Regions from separate parts of the Zea mays genome. Here region 1 is linked to region 2. The links are chromatin contacts, called in public Hi-C maps. All regions are on one chromosome and are shown on one strand. Each heading gives the region's core, a stretch centred on a gene start, on an enhancer-like site or on the middle of the called end of the contact. The rest is flanking DNA. Distances are from core to core; before and after follow the strand shown.

Evidence for each region. A called contact is a pair of places that touch in the nucleus more often than the background predicts.
Region 1: a Hi-C map of leaf shows a contact between it and region 2, with 7 times the contacts expected there. The contact joins the promoter of LOC103635012 here to the promoter of LOC100279184 in region 2. A contact is called at or near these places in 8 of 25 Hi-C or Micro-C datasets (bundle sheath, ear, endosperm and 3 more).

Annotation. Positions count from the first base shown.
Region 1 is chr8:29,240,509-29,245,394 of Zm-B73-REFERENCE-NAM-5.0, reverse strand. LOC103635012 (acyl-coenzyme A thioesterase 13) reads right to left here and starts at 1,816. Exons shown (of 8, transcript XR_004851931.1): 1 at 1,070-1,816.
Region 2 is chr8:29,067,055-29,071,815 of Zm-B73-REFERENCE-NAM-5.0, reverse strand. LOC100279184 (Putative VHS/GAT domain containing family protein) reads right to left here and starts at 2,940. Exons shown (of 10, transcript NM_001349010.1): 1 at 2,439-2,940; 2 at 1,476-1,554; 3 at 706-804; 4 at 506-619; 5 at 258-397. The coding sequence starts at 2,539. LOC100279318 (eukaryotic translation initiation factor 3 subunit 6-interacting protein) reads left to right here and starts at 3,305. Exons shown (of 7, transcript NM_001152339.1): 1 at 3,305-3,907; 2 at 4,028-4,359. The coding sequence starts at 3,374.

The DNA.
Region 1 (4,886 bases), core at 567-3,066, 170 kb before region 2:
TCATACGTTCATCGCTCAACAAATTGTGTAGAATAATGTGCATGAGCTCACTTACAGTTGGGCTCATACGAAGTGTAAGGCTTACCAAAGGAGATGGTTAAAGTTGAGCATTGCTTTTAAAGTTGGTCAAAATTTTATTAGCAGTTACTAAGTATAAGTAGATACCAACCAATTAAATAAGTGTTCACAATTGATAATAACACCCGTGATACAATACATATGACAGATTAAGTTTAGTTCCATAAATTAATCATACGAGAGTCCTGAGTTGCTCTTGACCGTGAGTACGGCTGGTATACCTGTTTTACACTCTGCAGAGGTTGCACCCTTTACCCACAAGTCGTGTTACCCATTTGCCAAGGGATCATGACTTCCCATTCATCTCTGCCGAGAAGACGAGGCAGGTAGCACTATGTGGTCTTTACAAAGTTTCACTAGCTTCAGAAAAATATGAATTTCCTACGTTTTATAGATATTTTTATTTTATTTCATTACCCAAAATAGCTTATAAAGGCTTATCTGCAAATACCAGGGACCAAACTATGATTTATTAAGGACCTCTGCGCAATTTCTATTACAAACCCGAGGAGTTCGAGGTAATGTCCATGCATATGGATGGATGGCGGGTTTATTACTATAAAGATCAGGGGCTCTTTTGCTATTGTGCTGGCTGAAAGGGTATCGGCATATCTCAACTGTCTGATCTAATCTGCTCGGTCTAGATTAGATCCAACTTTAAATGAAAGGGTACGCGATGCAGATCGTAGGATTCGAACCCCACGGTTATGATTTTATAGTGGCCGATCCAATCCTAACCGTCGATCTACAGATACGCGACCTAGATCTCTTCACAAAGGGGTATGCAGATGTCTAATCTAAGTCGTCCATTTAGGGATCAATGGCGAGTGTGCTTCCATCATCATCCGTTGTCCCAGACGACGGCGGCGCCCCCATATGACGGTGAGGCACATCGGCGCCAAGCGACCGAGCGTACAGGTGCCCCGACCACCCACCGAGAGGGTTCTACACAACGAGGATGGCGTCAAAGATTAACTAGGAGTATTCTTACCGGAGATTACTACACGAAGACTCGTGACCACGTGCGAGGCGGCTTGGTGACGACTGTTGAAATCCGACGAGGAATTCACTGGCGTCCCGGTCGACCCTGGCACCCTCGACACCGTATACATGTTCTCCATGCCCTGATGTACTCTCTGCTCTCTCTATGTTCCTTTCTCTCTCTCTCTTTGTTCATGTGGCCATGGCAACAGACTCTGCCCTCTCGGTTTGCGTGGCAGTCTATGATGGTGTGGCGCTCGTGCTTGAGCCATATGGATGGAGGGAGACGGGAGGAGATGATGCATCAGGTTTTATTCCCAGGGAGATCTCCAGATGGGGCGAAATCCGACAAGGGGTGAAGGGCGAGATCTGCACGTAGCCTCGTAACAACCTGAGGAGTGAGGAAAGGGGATGATGGTGACGGTGTGGGTCCCACGCGGCGGTGATTGAAGGCACATGAGCATCACGCGGTTGGTGATGTGTGCGGCTGAACGGCGGGACCTGCCCCAGACGGCGCTGCGGTGCGCGCGAGCAGGAGGCTGAGGTGCGGTTGCGCGTGCAGCGAGACACGGAGTTGGGCCGGTGAGGTGCTTCTGGGCCCAACAAGCAAGGTAGAAGGGGCGGGGTTGAGAGAGATACGACCTACGAAAGAATCTGCACCATCCCATGTTTTCGTGTTTTCTTTTGCAAATTTCTGTTTGAATTTAATTTTAGGTATTCAAATTTAAAACTGAGTTTAAGGTTCCAAGTAGGTGATGCACATACATAAATAGTTGTTAAGGAATGTAATTTTTTATTGTATAATCTTTATTCAGCTAGAATTTATAGTCCAACAAAAGGATAACTAAATCAGTTAGAGATTTTTTATTTGATCTTTCAATAGAAAATATATTTATTTTTGGAGGAGTGACTTCCAAGGTAAGAAATTTCTTATTAAAATATTTTAATTGATAATCTTTATATTTATTTTATTAATTACATAGGAAAAGATTTTTAGGTGTTACAGCAAGCTAGCCGCACCGAGCAAGTTAAAAAAGAAGTCTGTCTTGGAGACTTGGACTCGTTGTGACGCCGAGCGCCGACCTCATCCGCGCGCTCGACGTGTGTGAGGAACCCTATGATTAGGGTTCGTCCAGATCTGCTCCCTGGGCTATGGTTTGCCCAGATCTGCACTAGGTACGTGTTGTGGAAGCTCTAGAGTTAGATGAGTTTGCCTCCAGGTATGTTCTTCCCCTTTCTCTAGAGTTCTACCGACGTGAGGACACTTCCCCTTGGCCGGATCTTGCCAAAACCGAATTCACAGGTATGTGGCAGTATGATTTCTCTTCTATTTCATTTCATGCCTTCTTCATTACAAATGCTCAGATTTATAGCAGCCCTAAGTGGGTATAATTGCTAATCAGTTACTACAACTGGATTAACAGCTAGATCACAGAGCTAATCAGTTATTACAGCTGGATTTATAGCTAGATGCCAGCAGCTTACAACTTGAGAGCACCTAGAGGGGGGGGGGGGTGAATAGGTGATCCTGTAAAACTTAAACTTATAGCCACAAAAACTTGTTAAGAGTTAGAGTAATAATGCCAAGTGGCTAGAGAAGGTCTTGCACAATACGATAACCACAAAAGATCAAACACAGAGAAGACACAGTGGTTTATCCCGTGGTTCGGCCAAGCACAAATACTTGCCTACTCCACGTTGTGGCGTCCCAACGGACGAGAGTTGCACTCAACTCCTCTCAAGCGATCCAATGATCAACTTGAATACCACAGTGTTATGCTTTTCTTTTCTTATCCCGTTTGCGAGGAATCTCCACAACTTGGAGCCTCTCGCCCTTACACTTTTGATGTTCACAAAGAATCACGGAGTAAGGAAGGGGATGAGCAACACACACAAGACTTCAAAAGATCAGAGCAACAGCACGCACACAAGTCGCAACAAGAGCTCGCAACACAACTCAAAGAGTTCACAACTCCACAAGAGCTCTATATGCTATCACAATGAAACAAATGCGCGAGATCGATGTCTTGGTGCTTAGGAGTGTTGTGGGAATGCTTGGTGTCCTCCTCCATGCGCCTAGGGGTCCCTTTTATAGCCCCAAGGCAGCTAGGAGCCGTTGAGAACACATCTGGAAGGCTATCCTTGCCTTCTGTCGTCGGGCGCACCGGACAGTCCGGTGCACACCGGACAGTGTCCGGTGCCCGATTTATTTCCATAAACAGCGAAGCCGACCGTTGCCGACCGTTGCAGATCTGGCGCACCGGACAGTCCGGTGCACACCGGACAGTCCGGTGCTTCCTTCCGACCGTTGGCTCGGCCACGTGTCGCGCGCCGATCGCGCGGCCGACCGTTGGCTCACCGGACAGTCCGGTGCACACCGGACAGTCCGGTGAATTTTAGCCGTACGCCGTCAGCAAATTCCCGAGAGCGACCTGTTCGGCCGAGACAGCCTGGTGCACCGGACACTGTCCGGTGCACCACCGGACAGTCCGGTGCCCCAGACCGAAACAGTCCCTTGGCTGTACACAGCCAAGTCTTCTCTTATCTTCTTCTATCTGTTTCTAACACTTAGACAAATATATTAGTACACAAAACCAATGTACTAAGACTTAGAAACATACCTTTGTTGTAGATTTGCACTTTGTTCATCCATTGCATAAATTCACATTTTAAGCACTTGAGTTGGCACTCAATCACCAAAATACTTAGAAATGGCCCAAGGGCACATTTCCCTTTCAATCTCCCCCTTTTTGGTGATTTATGCCAACACAACATAAAGCAACTAGAACAAGTGCGAAATCACTTCAAATAAAAACTCAAATTGGTTTTGATTCAATTTTGGCATATATGGATCATCCTTTGCCACCACTTGGTTTGTTTTTGCAAATCAAACTCAAATCTCTATTTCTATGTCAAACACACATGTTGAGGCATAAAGAGAGTCATTCCAAAAGAGATTGATCAAGGATTTCAAAAACTCCCCCTATTTCCCATAATCACCACTTCTCCCCACAAGAAGTCAACTTTTGACAATAGAGACAATAAAAGCTTTTGACAAAACAAAAACTCACAAAAACTCTATTCTACTATTTTCAAAATCTCTCAAGTGGTAGCTGATCCATCTATTACTTTGGCCTTTATTTTCTCCCCCTTTGGCATCAAGCACCAAAACGGGATCAATCTTGGCCTTTTTAACCCCATTGCCTCACCAAAGTCTTCAATTAAGAGCAAATGGCAATAAGATTTCATGAGATGAACTTGGAATTAGTTACCCTCTCATCGGAGTGCAGTGGAAGTCTTTCATGGTCCAAGTCCACCTTTTCCCTTTCAATCCTCCTTCGAGACTAATTTATCAAACTCAAGCACATGGTTAGTCTCAAAGGGTCAAGTTGTAACACATCTCCCCCTAAACATGTGCATCACTTTGCAACGGACTTGTGAGGTCCAGGGAGTGTTTGTACAACTTGAGCACCATAATAAGCAACAAAATGCAAAAAGGAACATGATCAAAAGCATAAGTACATGTATGCTACAATTCAATCCAGGTTCCGCGAATCTATGACATTTAGCTCACTACGCAACCTGCAAAAGGTCTTCTCATCTAGAGGCTTAGTGAAGATATCGACTAGCTGGTTCTCGGTGCTAACATGAAACACTTCGATATCTCCCTTTTGCTGGTGGTCTCTCAAAAAGTGATGCCGGATGTCTATGTGCTTTGTGCGGCTGTGCTCAACAGGATTCTCCGCCATGCGGATAGCACTCTCATTGTCACATAGGAGTGGGACTTTGCTCAGATTGTAGCCAAAGTCCCGGAGGGTTTGCCTCAT
Region 2 (4,761 bases), core at 1,691-4,190:
AACTAGAAAATATGACGATATATCAAACAATCCTCTATCGTTTTGTTTAACTGCACACCCTCACCTCATAACATGAACCAGACCACAATCTAAAACTAGAAATATCACAATCATTGCACACAGTATTATATTGTTTTGTAGATTATGTGCTAGTAAGAGACAGTAGTGAAAGAATTAAATGTTAAGCTATTTAAGTGTAGAGGAGAACAGATAGAAAAAGACATCGAGACACAAAATAAAATGTAAAAAAAGCACACCTCAAAGCAGGAAAATCATTGGCAGCAGAAGATTCCGCTTCCTGTTGGTCAGGACTACGCATATTCCTTGCTGCCTGAGACTGGCCATTAAACAAAGGTGCAGGTTTCTCGGGTCTCTTCGGGAATTCAGCTCCAGCACGCTGCCAGACAGAAACATAAGATCATAATCTTGTCAAACACACCACAAATCAAATGAGCCAATTGAAAATTTTTGAAGCAATAAATTGACTCGAGCTTCAAAATTATACCACCAACTCATGGTATGCTGCATAGTATTGTGGATATCTTGCATGTGATCCCCCAAACACGTCTTGCCATGTATCTATCAGCACCAATACCTTCTCTTTAACACGAGGATCAGACTGTAACATGAAAACAAAATGCCATCAGAAACCAGCAGTTCATTAGAATAAGAACTACAGTTTTGCAAGCATGAAGCATATTGAACCTTTTTCTTCACTATCTTCACCATATCATGCAATATATCTCTCTCTGCAACATGCATGTGAAGTATATCCCCACAATTTTTTATAACAGTTTCCAACAGCTGAAATATAGAGATATCATCAGCAAGACAATGCTAACATTTTGGCAATAGCTAAATATTAAATTTAAAAATCATCATAACAAAATTATACATGTTCTACACCATATACATATCCTGGACCTCTACAAACATACAAAATACAACAGATGTATTGAGCCTCAACAATTCAAAAGAATTGGGTGTTGGTGTTTGTATTCCTTTGGTGGTTTTAACAAGGAAACAAAATGCGCAAGTTAAAGTTATTAGGATCTCATGAATAAACTAAATAGTAAAAAACAGTCGGAATAGCCTACCACCAATTCCTAGTAAGAATAGACAAAATGTGTTCACTGTGCTCAGTTATCCTGATAGTGTAGCAGAATGTATGAGTATGATCATGAGCAACTGCATATGCAATGAAGCATAGGACAAATGACGGGAACATAAATTGGAACATGGTTGAACATATAACAAAAGTGCAACACATAACTTAGCAGATGATCAGGTGTTTGATTTGTGAAAGCAAGACACAAAACGACAGAAAAAAATCTTCAACAGTTACCAGTGCCAGAGGATCACGTGTTCGATTTTGTGGAAGCACAATACAAAACAATAAAAAAGTCTTTGACAGTTACTAATAGCCTACCACACGTAAGACATAAAAGTAAATGACAAGTCACAGACAGACTTACAGTTAGTGCAAGAAGTTGAACTTTTGGATTCTTGTGGCCAATCCGTTTCTTTAGTGCCTTGACGACATCTTTTGATTGCCTGTTACAAGCATAGATATGGACAATCAATAACAGAATGACAGCAGGGCAAAGCAAATTAAATGGGCTTCTGTTTCAGCAGAAACGAAATGAACATGAGCAACCTAGTGCAAGCTATATCATTTCAGTCCAGTAGAATGTTTGATATTCAGTCCCAATTCTTGGCCATGAACCAAATAAAAACAAAGTGCATCATTTGCCAGCAGATTCAGATACTCAAATATATTGTCATATGCGGAATCAAAACATTTGGACTGAAAATATGGAAACCAGAATACAGTATCTTCCCCATATTCCCACTGGTCTACCTCTATTTTTTTTTTTGCCATTTGTAAAATCGTCTGTGGATATTTTCCCTCATAGATGCAGCGCGCTGTGATTGATCAGGAAAAGTATGTTACAGCACCTAGTTAGGATACAGTAAGGGCCCCTCTCGTGTAGCATTCCCTTTTGCCACACGACCTAATCAGCAAATGGAGCATGGACAGTTATTTCCAAACCAGGGATTGCTCAATTATGATTTGAACAATGATGACCCAATGAAGCCCCCCCCCCCCCCCCCCCCCCCCCCCACCTCTACTGTGCGATCGGAGACTACTAACAGTTTAAAAAAATGACTACACGACGTGAGAATGCAAACGGAGCAAGGCAGGTACATTGCAGAGTCAGAAATGATGATCCTGGCAGAGACGCATGTGGCGGGTAGCTCAATTCGAGCAGCCTGGACCCCCTCTAGTTGGAACCTAACTCCGAGAAGGGTGAGCGCGTAAAACCACAACTGATCGCAGGCGCGATTGAGAATCTCGCGGGGATAGGGAGGGAATCTGATGGCGGGAGCAGCCCGAATCCGAGACAGGTCAGGGTAGCGGGAGAGGGGGTCCGTACCCGGGGTCGCGGTTGCAGATGTCGCAGATCTCCATGTTCTTAGCCCAGTCCGGGCCGATGAGCATGTCTCTGGTGGCGCGGTCCACCATGGAACCAGCCATGGCGGGCGGGGGGAACGGTCGGAGGGAGGCCCGGTGGCGGGGCGGCCGCTGCTGGCCGGATTGGGATCGGCAGCGAGCGGATGGCGCTCGCCCGTGCCCGAAACCACCCGCACCAGGCAAGTTGGCCGCGCACCTCTCTGTGACTGTCTTCCCCCTTTCTTTTTTGCCCCCACCCTCTGACTTTGTGGGGGCTGCAAAAATTAGGTACCTGCACGGCGACCACAGTGGCTCGCTCGCTGGCTGCCGCGCTCCGGGTGGCCGGAGAGGAGGACGTGCCTGCGACTGCGGCTGCGGCGGATCGGAGATGGGGATGCCGGTGGCGGGCGTGAATGGATGTTTCGTTGGAACCGACGGATCTGGCTCTGGCTGGTTGCTTTCGCAGCGGCGTGAGCTGTCCAGTCCAACGCGGACGCGGCGGAGGAATCCTCTCTCTTTCCCGTGAGCAGTGCCCCGTTGGGTTCGTCCGTGCCGTGCGTGTCACCGAATCTGAACCGGAGGCCGGTGCTCCGTGCTCGTGGGACTCGGGAGGGAGGACGCCTCGACGGCGACCCGGCAGCCGCCCGGCCCTCCCTTCCCTCGCGGCTTGCGCCAACCCAAACCCACCAAATGCACCTCGCAGGCCGGCCCAACCTGCAAAAGGCGCCAGTAAGTAGGCCCACGCCTCACCCTACGGCCCACGTAGCAAGCAGCCGCAAAGCTCCCATCTCTCTCACACACACACACTGACACAACACCCAGCCAAGAGCCAGGCAAGCAAAACAATAGGGCTTCATCCCACCGCGCGCCACCGGACCTTGAACGGTTGAACCCCCCTGCCTCCCCAGTTCCCCAGCCATGGCGGCGGCCCCCTACGACCGGGAGGACGGTCTGCAGCCGTCGGCGCCGCCGCACGCGGTGGACGCTTACGATCCCAGCTACGTGCCGGACTCCGTCAAGACCTTCGTGGTGCACCTGTACCGCCACATCCGGGACAAGAACGTCTACGAGATCCACCAGATGTACGAGGGCGGCTTCCAGCGCCTCTCCGACCGCCTCTTCCGCGACGCTCCCTGGCCCTCCGCGGAGGCCGTCGCACCCTACTGCGACGGCGATCCCGTCTTCCTCCTCCTCTACCGCGAGCTCTGGTACCGCCACGCCCACGCCCGCCTCTCTCCGCTCACTGCCGCGCACCGCGCCGAGTCCTGGACCAACTACTGCGACCTCTTCAGAGTCGTCCTTCACGGCGTCGTCAACATGCAGCTGCCCAACCAGTGGCTCTGGGACATGGTCGACGAGTTTGTCTACCAGTTCCAGAGCTGCTGCCAATACCGCGCCAAGCTCAAGACCAAGACGGAGGACGAGCTCAACCAGCTCAAGCAGTTCGACAAGGTTGCTAGTACTTGTCTTGTCTTCCCTTTCCCTTTCTTGCCAGGTGCATGACTCCAACAAATGCCCAAAAAATGGCAGTGAATCACGGCTCTGCTCTCCCTAAATCAAACGTACCTGCAGGCGTGGAACGTGTACGGGGTCCTCAACTACCTGCAGGCGCTGGTCGAGAAGTCCATGATCACACAGATCCTCGAGAGGGAGAAGGAGGGCCTGGAGCAGTTCACCGCCACCGATGGCTACGACTACGAGGGCGGGAGCAACGTGCTCAAGGTGCTCGGCTACTACAGCATGATTGGCCTCCTCAGGATACACTGCCTCCTTGGGGATTACCACACTGGCCTCAAGTGCCTCGGTCCCATCGACCTCAACCAGCAAGGGGTCTACAGCATTGTCATCGGGAGCCACATTTCCACCATCTATCACTATGGCTTCGCAAACCTTATGATGCGCAGGTGTGGCAAACCTACTTTTCTGATCACTATGGCCTACGATTGTTTAGAACCTAGTGCATTGAGGTTGGCACACATAGTTTTGATACCTTTAGTACAAGAAATAATGGAACCCCTAGTATTATACCTTCTTACAATCAGGTTTGAAGCCAGGATTTGAGATATGGGGTGGGGGTGGGGGACTGCTTACAATCTTATTGAGGATATCTGCGGAATGATTAGACATTGCTGAAACATTCTCTCATACTGGCATATGAGACTTACAAAAACAACGACGAAGCCTTTTAGTCCTAAACCAGTTGGGGTAGGCTAGAGTTCAAACCCAACATAAACCATTAATCAAGGTTCAGGCACATGGATTATTTTCCATGCACTCCTATTCAAGGTTAAATCTTTGGGTATATT